Regions from separate parts of the Mus musculus genome. Here all the other regions are linked to region 3. The links are chromatin contacts, called in public promoter capture Hi-C maps. All regions are on one chromosome and are shown on one strand. The core of a region is the stretch at or near the end of the contact, and the rest is flanking DNA. Distances in the headings are between cores, read along the strand shown. Region 1 holds the start of Klhl28 (kelch-like 28). Region 2 holds the start of Esyt2 (extended synaptotagmin-like protein 2). Region 3 holds the start of Ahsa1 (AHA1, activator of heat shock protein ATPase 1).

Region 1 (3,526 bases), core at 751-3,250, about 22 Mb before region 3:
TGGATATGAGAATCTGTCTTTCTGTCCCTCCAAGCTCCCATAATAGTGTAGGTGTAATTCAGAACCTTGCACATGTTAGGCAAGTGCTCTCTAAGACCTACACCCAGCCATCCGGTACTCATTCTTTTTCACTGACCAGCATTATAATCATCTCTTGGTTTTCATTTCCATCCTTACTCTCTCTAAAAATAGAAAATGGGTGGGGACAGCAGCACGTCTGTTATTGTTTTTCTACTAAAATACATGTGTTAAACCAAACTCAGGCAGATCTACTTATACATCCAAATGATGAATGAAGGCTGTGGACGACACTCAGTGGCAGAACACTTCCCAGCATGAACAAAGCCCCTCGGTTCAGTGTTCAGGACAGTGAAATAACACAGAACAGCAGCAGCAAACCACAAAACAGAAGATAAAAGAAAGTGAAGAAACCCACCAAAGCTTTAAACCAAAGCACAGGATACATGGTTATACAGCCTCATTTATATTAATACTTTTTCCAAAATAAAAAATTAAGAACATTTTAATTATGTTATAATAAAAACTAATAAATACAATTTCAACTTGCATCACCAGGAGTATTAATTATTGTTATAAAGCACTTTGATACATGTGACTCAATTATTTCAAGATTTCAAAAAATAATATAGCTGGGTATGGTGGCACAGGGCTTTAATCCCAACACTTGGGAGGCAGAGGCAGGCAGATCTCTAAGTTGGAGGCCAGCCTGGTCTACACAGGGAGTTCAGAACAACTAGGACTAGACAGGAAAACCCAGTCTCAAAATAATAAAATAAAATAAAATAAAAATTGAGAGATATCCATTTAATACAAAGAGGGACAGAAATACTTTTGCATTTGAAGAATATAAGCTTGGAACTTCAAATTATAACTCAGTCTTTTCTCACTGAAAAGTAATTGTATTATTTCTTTTAAAAGTCTGCCGAACAACAACAAATCTGTTTTCAAGCTTGGTTTGACAGTGCACACTGGTAATCTCAACAATCAGAAGACTGATAGGAGGGTCAAGACTTCAAGACCAGCTTGGGCTATACAGTAATTCAGCATTAATGTTTCAAATACAGACACACAAAAAAGTTGCTCTTTCATGCCCCAAAGGGGTGTGGCCGTATAGGAGATACTCTTAGTTGAACTGAGTCTATTTATAGTTTCTTTTACAAAAAAAAAAAAAACACTCATCAGCTATCAAATTCTCATTTTGCTTAAAATAATGTCTATCAACCTAAATCCTCTGTGCAGAATTCTCTTAGGACTGTAATGCTAAGAACTTGCACCACAACTGAAATTGTCTAGCGATCTCCGTCTCCAGGAGACTGAAAGACTGCAGAGACTCTGGAGTATCCTAGGGGAGATGGGAAAGGTGGAGGTGGGGCGAAAGGAAAAGTCCCACAGAGGAGTTAAAAGATAAAGGCTTTAAGCACTCCGTTTAATGCAAAGGGGAAAACACTGATTCTACCTATCTATAAGAAAACTTGGTGATGCGGACAATGAAAAGGGACAGAAGCCTTTAACACTCCATAGCCAGCGGGTGAAGAGAGGAAAAGGAGGCAAGGGAGAAGAGGGCGGGGCGAGGAAGGTCCCCAACGACAAGAAAGTCTTTTTTAAAAAAGTACTCTGTGTGCTTGGCCTCGGTTAGGTTCTCCTGTACTACTAAGCAGGCTGCAGGTAGAAAGAATCTTATTTTGGACAGCAGTGAGTAGAACGTTTACAATGGTAACCAGCACTGTGCAGAACATGTCGTCTCTCTCTGCCTGCTCTGGTCCAGTTCTTTGCCTCGCATTCTGGCTCCTGGGGCACTCGGGGAACACACCACCAAAGCCTGCACCACTGTATAATAGCAAAAGGAAAATACCTGAGTCCCAGGAATAACACCTGCAGCAACAGGAGGAGGAGCCACGGAAAACTGGAACCCGGGATGGGATCCTCTCTTGCTCCCGTCAAACCTCAACTCTTATGGGTGGGGTGGAAAACTTCCGCCCCGGACAAGGGAGCGTCATTTCCGTCTAAGGCCTTGACCCCGCCTCTTCATTCTGGCTACGTTCAGACTTCCTCTTCCAGGAATCTTCGGCCTATGCTTTAAGTCCTTACATGGACTACATAACCCAGCATCCACCGCGGCAGATTGGTTTCCGGGTCAAGAGGTCCGCTCTGGGTGCATCACCATGGAAGCGCTCGGTTTGGTCACGTGGTGGCCCTGGTTACGCCGGGTGGCGCCTGTGGGGTCCCAGGCTCAGCGGGGGCCATTTTGCCGGAGGCTGGCTCCGGGAGTGGAAGGCCCGAGCGGCCTGGCAGCTGACCGGAGCCGTTCCTTCTCTTCCTCTGCAGCTCGGGGCTTGGAGAGGAACTGGAAGGCTGGGCTTCATCCAGCCCTCCCAAGACGGCAATGGTTCCCTCCAGCTCTCGCTACCTGACGACCCTCCATGGCGGCCGCGCCTTCCGAGCTGCTCCCGCTGCCGCCTCCTGCGACCCCTGGTTCCTATCGCCTCCTGAGCCGCTGTCGTCCTTACGCCCCAGGGACTGATGGTCGTCGATCCGGGGGCACCATGAGAGGCGAGAAAAACTATTACTGCCGTGGGGCTGCCGGGGATCATGGCTCCTGCCCCGCGACGCCGTCGCCTCTGGCCTCGACCCTCCTGTTACCGGCGGAGGCTGTTTCAACTAGCTGGTCCGGGCCTGGAAGTGGGCTCTCGGGCGGAGATGAGGAGGAGACTCGGCTTCTTCAACTCCTGCGCACCGCACCGGATCCTTCCGAGGCGTTCCAGGCTTTGCAGGCTGCCTTGCCGCGGCGAGGCGGCCGGCTTGGCTTTCCCCGCCGCAAGGAAGCCTTATATCGGGCGCTGGGCCGAGTGCTTGTGGAAGGCGGCAGTGAGGAGAAGAGGCTCTGCTTGCAGCTTCTCTCGGACGTTCTTCGGGGTCAGGGCGAGGCGGGTCAGCTGGAAGAGGCCTTCAGTTTAGCGCTTTTGCCTCAGCTCGTTGTCTCGTTACGAGAAGATAACCCTGCCCTACGGAAAGATGCGCTGCAGATCCTGCATATTTGTCTTAGGCGTAGTTCTGGGCAGGTCCTGCGAACTCTCATCCAAGGCCTGGAAAGTCCAGATGCCCGGCTTAGAGCTTCCACTGCGCTGTTGCTCCCTATCTTGTTCACTCCTGAGGATTTGTTGCAGGGTTTGGATCTCACTGAAGTAATAATATCTCTGGCCCGAAAGCTTGGCGATCAGGAGATGGAAGAAGAATCCGAGACAGCCTTCTCTTCACTTCAACAAATTGGAGAACGACTTGGTCAAGAGAGGTTTCACTCCTACATCTCGCGTTTGCCTTCTGCACTGAGGAGGCACTACAATCGCCGCCTGGAGTCCCAGTATGGAAGTCAGGTTCCTTATTATTTGGAGCTAGAAGCCTCCGGGTTTTCTGAAGATGCTGCCCCGTGTGTAGTGAATCTTTCCAGTAGCAATCTTAAATTTGAGATTATTCCCCAGGAACTCCATGCAAGACTGTTGGATCAGGA
Region 2 (3,153 bases), core at 292-2,791, about 29 Mb after region 3:
CTTTGCATTTATTTATTTATTTGCATTTATTTGTTCATTCAGAACTTACTACATAAACCAAGGCATTTATTTTTTCAAATACATTGGTGAATCAAAAACATCAGGTTGCAGAAAAGTGGGAACTTTGTTTTCTGTAGGTTTCAGATACTGATGACACTGGTAGCTTTGTGTTGGTGCAAGGTAGTGGTGGGTTAATATTTGAATCACAAGGATTGTGGCATAAAATCAGACACAAGAGATGGGCAATGAATGGCTACTAATGGAACAAAGTATGACCCAGGATAACTTGGCTCTGAATCTGCAACATTCCACAATCATAGTCGTGGAATTATCCTCCTGGAAAATTTTCTTAAAAATTATGCCTCTGTGTGTGTGTGTGTGTGTGTGTGTGTGTGTACAGGCGATTGTGAAGACCAGAGGTATTAGATCCCATGGAGCTTTAGATACAGGTGCATGTGAACAGCCAGATGTGGATTTTGGGAATTGACTCAGGAATTGGGTTCTCAGGTGCTGGGCCATCTCTCCAGCTCCTCTTTAGCAAACTTTAAAGCAGATGTCTTTTTTTCTCTTCTCTTCCCTTTCCTTACTTCCCTTTTTTCCTTTTTCTTTTTTGCAAGCTTCACATATGTCCCCTCAGATGTCCCCTAAGAGTTTGGCCTTGACGGGGGTAGGGGGTGGTGGACCCTGGCTGCCTTTTTTTTTTTTTTTTTTTTTTTTAAATCTTCATGACAACTGTGCTTTCCTAAGCTCACTGGGGCCATTTTGTTTGGGAAGTCAGACCTGAAGGAGTACTAGACCCAGAGGCGCCACCACACAGTAAGGCCTCAAGGTAAATTTTACTGCAGCAGGCGCAAAGTTCTCATTCCACAGAGGCAGGCCCAGGAGCCATCCTCTCACCCTAGGAACCTGCAAGTTCAAGTTCTCCGCCAGGGAGCTAGGACAGGCAAGAGGTTGGCTGACGAACGCCGAGCTCTCCGCTAAGCTGGAAAGGACTCAGCCCGCTAGCCTTCCCACTAGTCAGGGCCATTGCTCCCTTCCAACACCCGCGGAAGCCACACCTCCCTCTCCGGCCGTCCCTGCGAGCCAAGTCCGGGTGTGTCCCCCTGGCGCGGCGCCCACCCTCCGAGGGCGCAGACCGAACCGCCCTCACAGGTTAGGGGCGGGGCCTGCCTGGCGTGATGGCTTCGCCTGCAGCCCCTTCTTGGTGTAACGACCGGAGAGTAGCAGCACAGCAACCCCAGCGCAGAGGCGGGTCCGACCGCGCGATGACACCAGGCACAGACCATTCGCCGCCGGGGGATCTTTCCTGAGGGCGCGGACGAGGGAGCGGGATCCGGTTGGCGACTGACACGTCGCCCCGCCCTAGATTCTTTCAGGGTCGGCTGTCTCTGAACAGTGGATCCCAGTGAGGAAGAGTCGGGCGCATGCTGATTGCGTCACCAAACCACGCACTCAGCCCGAGCAAGCCCCTCTCTGGGAGAGGCCTCGGTGGGGGAGGGCCCTGCGCACTGTGATGACGGCAAGTCCCGCCCGTTTGAGGAGTGGAGCGGTGGAGCCCGCGGTCCCCCTCAGTGGGGCGCTGGCGCGCGGGCTAGAGCGACCTGCGGTCCGTGGGAGAGCCGCGCCCGCCTCGGCAGGGAGGAGTGCTCAGCGCGGCTGGAGATGAGTAGCGCGGGGGGCGAGGGGCCGGAGGCCGGTCCTGGCCGGGCTGGGGGCCGCTCCGAGCCCGAGGCCCCGGGCAGCGCTCTGAGTGTGGACTTGCCGGGGCTGCTGGGGCAGCTGGCGCGCAGCTTCGCGCTGCTGCTGCCGGTGTACGCCCTGGGCTACCTGGGGCTGAGCTTCAGTTGGGTGCTGCTGGCGCTCGGGCTGCTCGCCTGGTGCCGCCGGAGCCGCGGCCTCAAGGCCAGCCGCCTGTGCCGCGCGCTGGCGCTGTTGGAGGACGAGGAGCAAGCTGTGCGCCTGGGAGTGCGCGCCTGCGACCTGCCCGCCTGGGTGAGTGTTGCCCCCCCAGACCTGAGCGGAGTCAGGTCCGCACCACCCTTCTCCCCTTCTCAGTGACGGGTGGGGAACTCAAGCCCCAGCCCGAGTGAAGTGTCAGCCACCGCTTGTTCCGAATCTCCGTCCGATCCGGGATCCGCACAACCAGGATCCCGGACCGAGTCAGGTGTGCGACCTTACTGCTGTCTGCCTCTCCTGCTGTAAACTGCTGTCTGCTGTCAGCACTCTGCCCACCTGCTTTCCTCGGGAGTTCTGGCCACTGTGGCCCACCCCGGCTCTGAGCGACGGTCTGCGTCCGAGTCTCACTTGTGTCAGCGCACCGCCTCCCCCACCTAAGTCAGGTGTCCTTATTGCTGTCCCCACCCTCATCCTGGGCGAGGTGTCCTGGTCATTATCTGCTCCGAGAGTGTCCGCTCTCAGTCCTCTTCCTGGCTTTCAGTCCTCCTCGCCCATCGCTAGCAAAGTGCGCAGGTAGTGAATACTTCCTAACTTGGCAGAACTGGTCATTGTTAGTTGCTGGGCCTCTTCCTCCTCTCATGCTGGCAGTGACTACCGCCCAGAAGCACACTTGGTGGGCGATGAGATCTCAGTTGTCCAGAGCGATTCTGTAAACCTTTTGCAAGCATGGCGCTGCAGGCCTGGAACCGTCCAGATTCTCCTTTCTGATTTAAAAAGTAGTGACAGCCAATATGGGGAGAAGTTAATTAAAAAAATCAGGAAGACTCATTCATTTCTTAGTTGTGTCTAACACGATTGAAGTGTTCCTGAAAAGCTTATGTTAGAAGAATTGAAATGTTTGTTTCATTGTTTAAAATACCAGAGGGAAGACTAGGCACTTTGATATGATCATTTAATATCCAGGATCTAACATATATAGAGGGAGATTTTGAAAGTGTTAACAGTAATGATAAGTTATGGTATTGATTATTTTTTCCTAAAATTGCTTTTTACTTATTGAGTATTTGAACCTATTGGAGAAGGCATTATCATCTTTTTCTCTTCACTGTCTTTCTTAGCAAAGAGTTAGTGTCATAGTTTCAGATAGAAGGAAATAGTGCATATTTTAAGATAAATGTTGCACAATGTTAGGCTTGATGTAAATGTCTGTGGAAGTAGGTAGTGGTAAGTTTTGAAAGGTAGAAAGAAGGAATTTAA
Region 3 (3,238 bases), core at 146-2,645:
CTAAATCACTTCTACTCCAAACTACAATCCAGGGTTTTTGGATCCTAGACTCTTTCTTTTCTTTTTTCACTTTTGGGAAAACTAGACAGATCTTTACAATGGTAACTAGAAATAGGTAGAGAATATGTCTAACAAACTTAGTACTTCACCAAGAATTCTTAAGACTCTTTTTACAGTAGTGGATACATTGTATTTCGAGTGACAAAAGAGACCGTGATTTACGTGGTAAGTAAAATGGTAACAATTTATAACTCTAAGAATGCTCAAAGGAAAGCGGGCTTCAACGTGATTTAAAATGCTTCCGAGATTTGATCTTATCGTCACCTGTACACTGACAGTCTGACATGGATAGGGGGACAGATGCGAGAGGACGGGAACACGACATAGGGAAAACAGGACCCGTTTAAAACACAAAACAAAACAAAACCAAAAACCAAAACCCTACAACCAAGAGGTTCCTTGCCTCAGGGTACTGTAGAAACCAGCTACTGGAAGTTAAGCTAGGTTTTTAAGGCGATGTTTGAGAACAAAGACCTGAGAGATTGGATTACAGGAGCAAGGTCCAGGAAACCACGCATCTACCACAAACACCAGAGCCTAGAGGGTGCCTGAGAAGACATATTCAGAACCAAATGTTGAGTAAGCTGCTTTGAGGCTTGCTGGAAAGCCCCATCTCGGAGCTCCCAAGAGTGGTCCCGACAGAAGAAGGTCGGAGTGAGAGTGTAAGGATGCCTCAGAAAAGACAGGGAAAGAAAAGGGTGCGGAGAGGGTGGGTTCACCTAGACACGAGGCCTAGACAGGGGCTTGGGACACCCTCACCTCTTCCACACCGAGCGCTCCTTCTCAGGACAGCGCCAGGCTCAGCCGCTGGACCAGCCTTTCTAAACAGGCTGTGAGGCATAGAGAAGAGCAGAAGGGGACAGCGGAGAAGAGTCTGAAGAAGGTGAAAGGAATACCCGCAAAGCATCCTGGAAGTTGTAGTTCCATAACCTCTATCATTCTTTCGTCCTCCCTGCGGGCCGCGAGGCTTCTGGACTAGCATTCCCAGAAATACTAGCGCATAGTGCTAGGTCATTTCCTTTACTTTCAGCATGACCTTCCGCAGTTATCGGAAGGGTTGGTTTAAAGACTACAACTCCCATCAGGCTCAGCAAGGTCGGTTTAGGGCCCAAGGAGACAATGAGAGGAATATTTTGTGTCCTAGCCGGTGGGGATTAGGATCTTGAGGGCCTAGACTTAAGAGCTTTTAAGATAAACTGAGAGAGCTGGAAGGAACGCCAGAAGTTACGGAACCTACGGCTCGGCGAGCTGGAACGGAAGTACCCGGTAAGAGCGAGGAGGAGCCGGAAGTTAAGGCTGGGAGGGGGTTGGGGTGGAGGGAAAAGCAAGCCAGGAGGTGCTGTGCTGCTTCTAGTAGTTTCCAGGCGCTGCCAGGCGGCTGGGACCGAGCGGTCCTCAGGCTGTGGCTGCGGCTGCTTGGGAGCTGGTAGCGGTGCGATAAGTGAGCTGATGGCCAAGTGGGGTGAGGGAGACCCACGCTGGATCGTGGAGGAGCGGGCGGACGCCACCAACGTCAACAACTGGCACTGGTATGGGCCAGCAAGACAGGCCGCAGGAGCACTGTTAACAGGCTAGGGGTTGGAGGTGTCTGGGACCTTGGCGAGTACGGGACCCAAGTAACCCTGGCCTGGGGTTGGGCGTGAGTCCTTTCTGTAGCAGGGGTCCCCTCCATCCCTCGCCACCATCACAGTCTTAGGGGCGATGGGTTCGACATGGACTGCTGAGTCCCCAAGGAGGAATTTCAGAGCGAGAACAGAGTGCCCTAGTTGCTGCATCCAGCCTGAGCCGGGTGATACTTCCTACACGTGGCCGCAGGCGTCCTTGAGATCCAGACCCCTGCCGATTGTGTTGGGAGTCTGCTGGGGAATTCGAGAGCTCCAGGCGCGGTAGTTGTTGGTTTGCGGGTTACAGTGAAAGCAAAAGTCATAGGGGACTACTGCCTCAGTCCAGCGTGAGAAGCTTTGGAACGTGATCTGCAGGGCACTTGGAGCTTCGGGATGCTGAACGCAATGCAGTCTCCTACCCGGAACTGTTAAGTTCTGTTGTAACAACTCCAGGTTGCCCGGCAGTCATGATTTTACAGCCTAACCGGTCTTGGAAGCTGCCTCATCTCTCAGAAATCTTCTGGAAACAAAGTTATTTGGAGTGCCACTGAACTTTACAGACATTATATTTTTTTTCCTCAGTTATAGCTTTTTGATTTTTAAATAGCTGTACTAGAAGGGCAAAGAATTGATTTTTACCGTCTTTTTTTTCCCCCTTCAACCTGTCTCTTTTTAACATTCTACTTGATGTAATTTTTCTTGTGGACTTTGTGACACTGTCTAGAGGATGTAGGATGTGTAGGGCAAAGTTTGAACACTGAACGGGACACAACACTGTTAATGAGGCTAGCATTATTGTTGGTTTGTTTTGTTTTTTTAAACTGAAGTTCTTAGCAAAAATGCTTGCTTGTCTTTGCTCTCCTGACTTAAGCAGTATGGTCACATCTTTCTTCTTGGCCAAATGGGGGCGCCATTTTAACGGTCAAGGCTCATTGTGCTAAGACTGGAAAGTATTAACTTGGTTTGCACAGCACCTCTCTTTGTTGACAACTCGCCACCCCTTTGGATTCCTAAAAGTAGCATGTTTGTGGACATTCTAGGGTAGAATTGAGAGGGTTGGGTTGTTTTCTGCCTCCTTTAACCTTGCAGTCACCTGCTGAATGAAACAGTGCGTTCTCCTCTTGACTGCCAGCCCTTAGCGCTGCTTCTGTCTTGCAGGACAGAGAGAGATGCTTCAAATTGGTCCACAGAGAAACTGAAAACCCTGTTCCTGGCCGTTCGAGTAGAAAATGAAGAGGGCAAGTGCGAGGTGACCGAAGTGAACAAGCTTGATGGGGAGGCATCCATCAACAACAGGAAAGGCAAACTTATCTTCTTCTATGAGTGGACCATCAAACTGAACTGGACAGGTAAGGCCTGCCAGGCTGCCAGGGAAGAGGTTATAGCCCCGTTGCCATAGCTCTGATCCTTGCTGGAGAGGTTCTGAGCACTGACAAACTCTTGAAGAGAGAAGACGGTGTTGCTTTGAAGGCAAGCGGCATTGGGCACTCAGTGGGACGCCAAATGAATTTATCTGCTTGATCTCGTCAGTTCCATCATTTGTCTCATGAATGAATGATTTTTAAAAGGGGGGG

What was found. Promoter capture Hi-C pulls out the DNA fragments that hold promoters and counts their contacts.
Region 1: a contact with region 3 is called in a promoter capture Hi-C map of pre-B cells, with 4 times the contacts expected there. The contact joins the promoter of Klhl28 here to the promoter of Ahsa1 in region 3. A contact is called at or near these places in 1 of 39 promoter capture datasets (pre-B cells) and 1 of 484 Hi-C or Micro-C datasets (muscle stem cells).
Region 2: a contact with region 3 is called in a promoter capture Hi-C map of cranial neural crest. The contact joins the promoter of Esyt2 here to the promoter of Ahsa1 in region 3. A contact is called at or near these places in 3 of 39 promoter capture datasets (cranial neural crest, frontonasal cranial neural crest and pre-B cells).

The regions. Positions count from the first base shown.
Region 1 is chr12:64,963,536-64,967,061 of GRCm38.p6, forward strand. Klhl28 (kelch-like 28) reads right to left here and starts at 2,001. Exons shown (of 5, transcript NM_025707.3): 1 at 1,874-2,001. Togaram1 (TOG array regulator of axonemal microtubules 1) reads left to right here and starts at 2,207. Exons shown (of 20, transcript NM_177805.3): 1 at 2,207-3,526. The coding sequence starts at 2,442.
Region 2 is chr12:116,279,681-116,282,833 of GRCm38.p6, forward strand. It overlaps Esyt2 (extended synaptotagmin-like protein 2), which reads left to right and starts at 1,542. Exons shown (of 22, transcript NM_028731.5): 1 at 1,542-1,992. The coding sequence starts at 1,663.
Region 3 is chr12:87,265,333-87,268,570 of GRCm38.p6, forward strand. Ahsa1 (AHA1, activator of heat shock protein ATPase 1) reads left to right here and starts at 1,396. Exons shown (of 9, transcript NM_146036.2): 1 at 1,396-1,589; 2 at 2,823-3,013. The coding sequence starts at 1,510. It overlaps Vipas39 (VPS33B interacting protein, apical-basolateral polarity regulator, spe-39 homolog), which reads right to left and starts at 954. Exons shown (of 20, transcript NM_001142580.1): 1 at 820-954.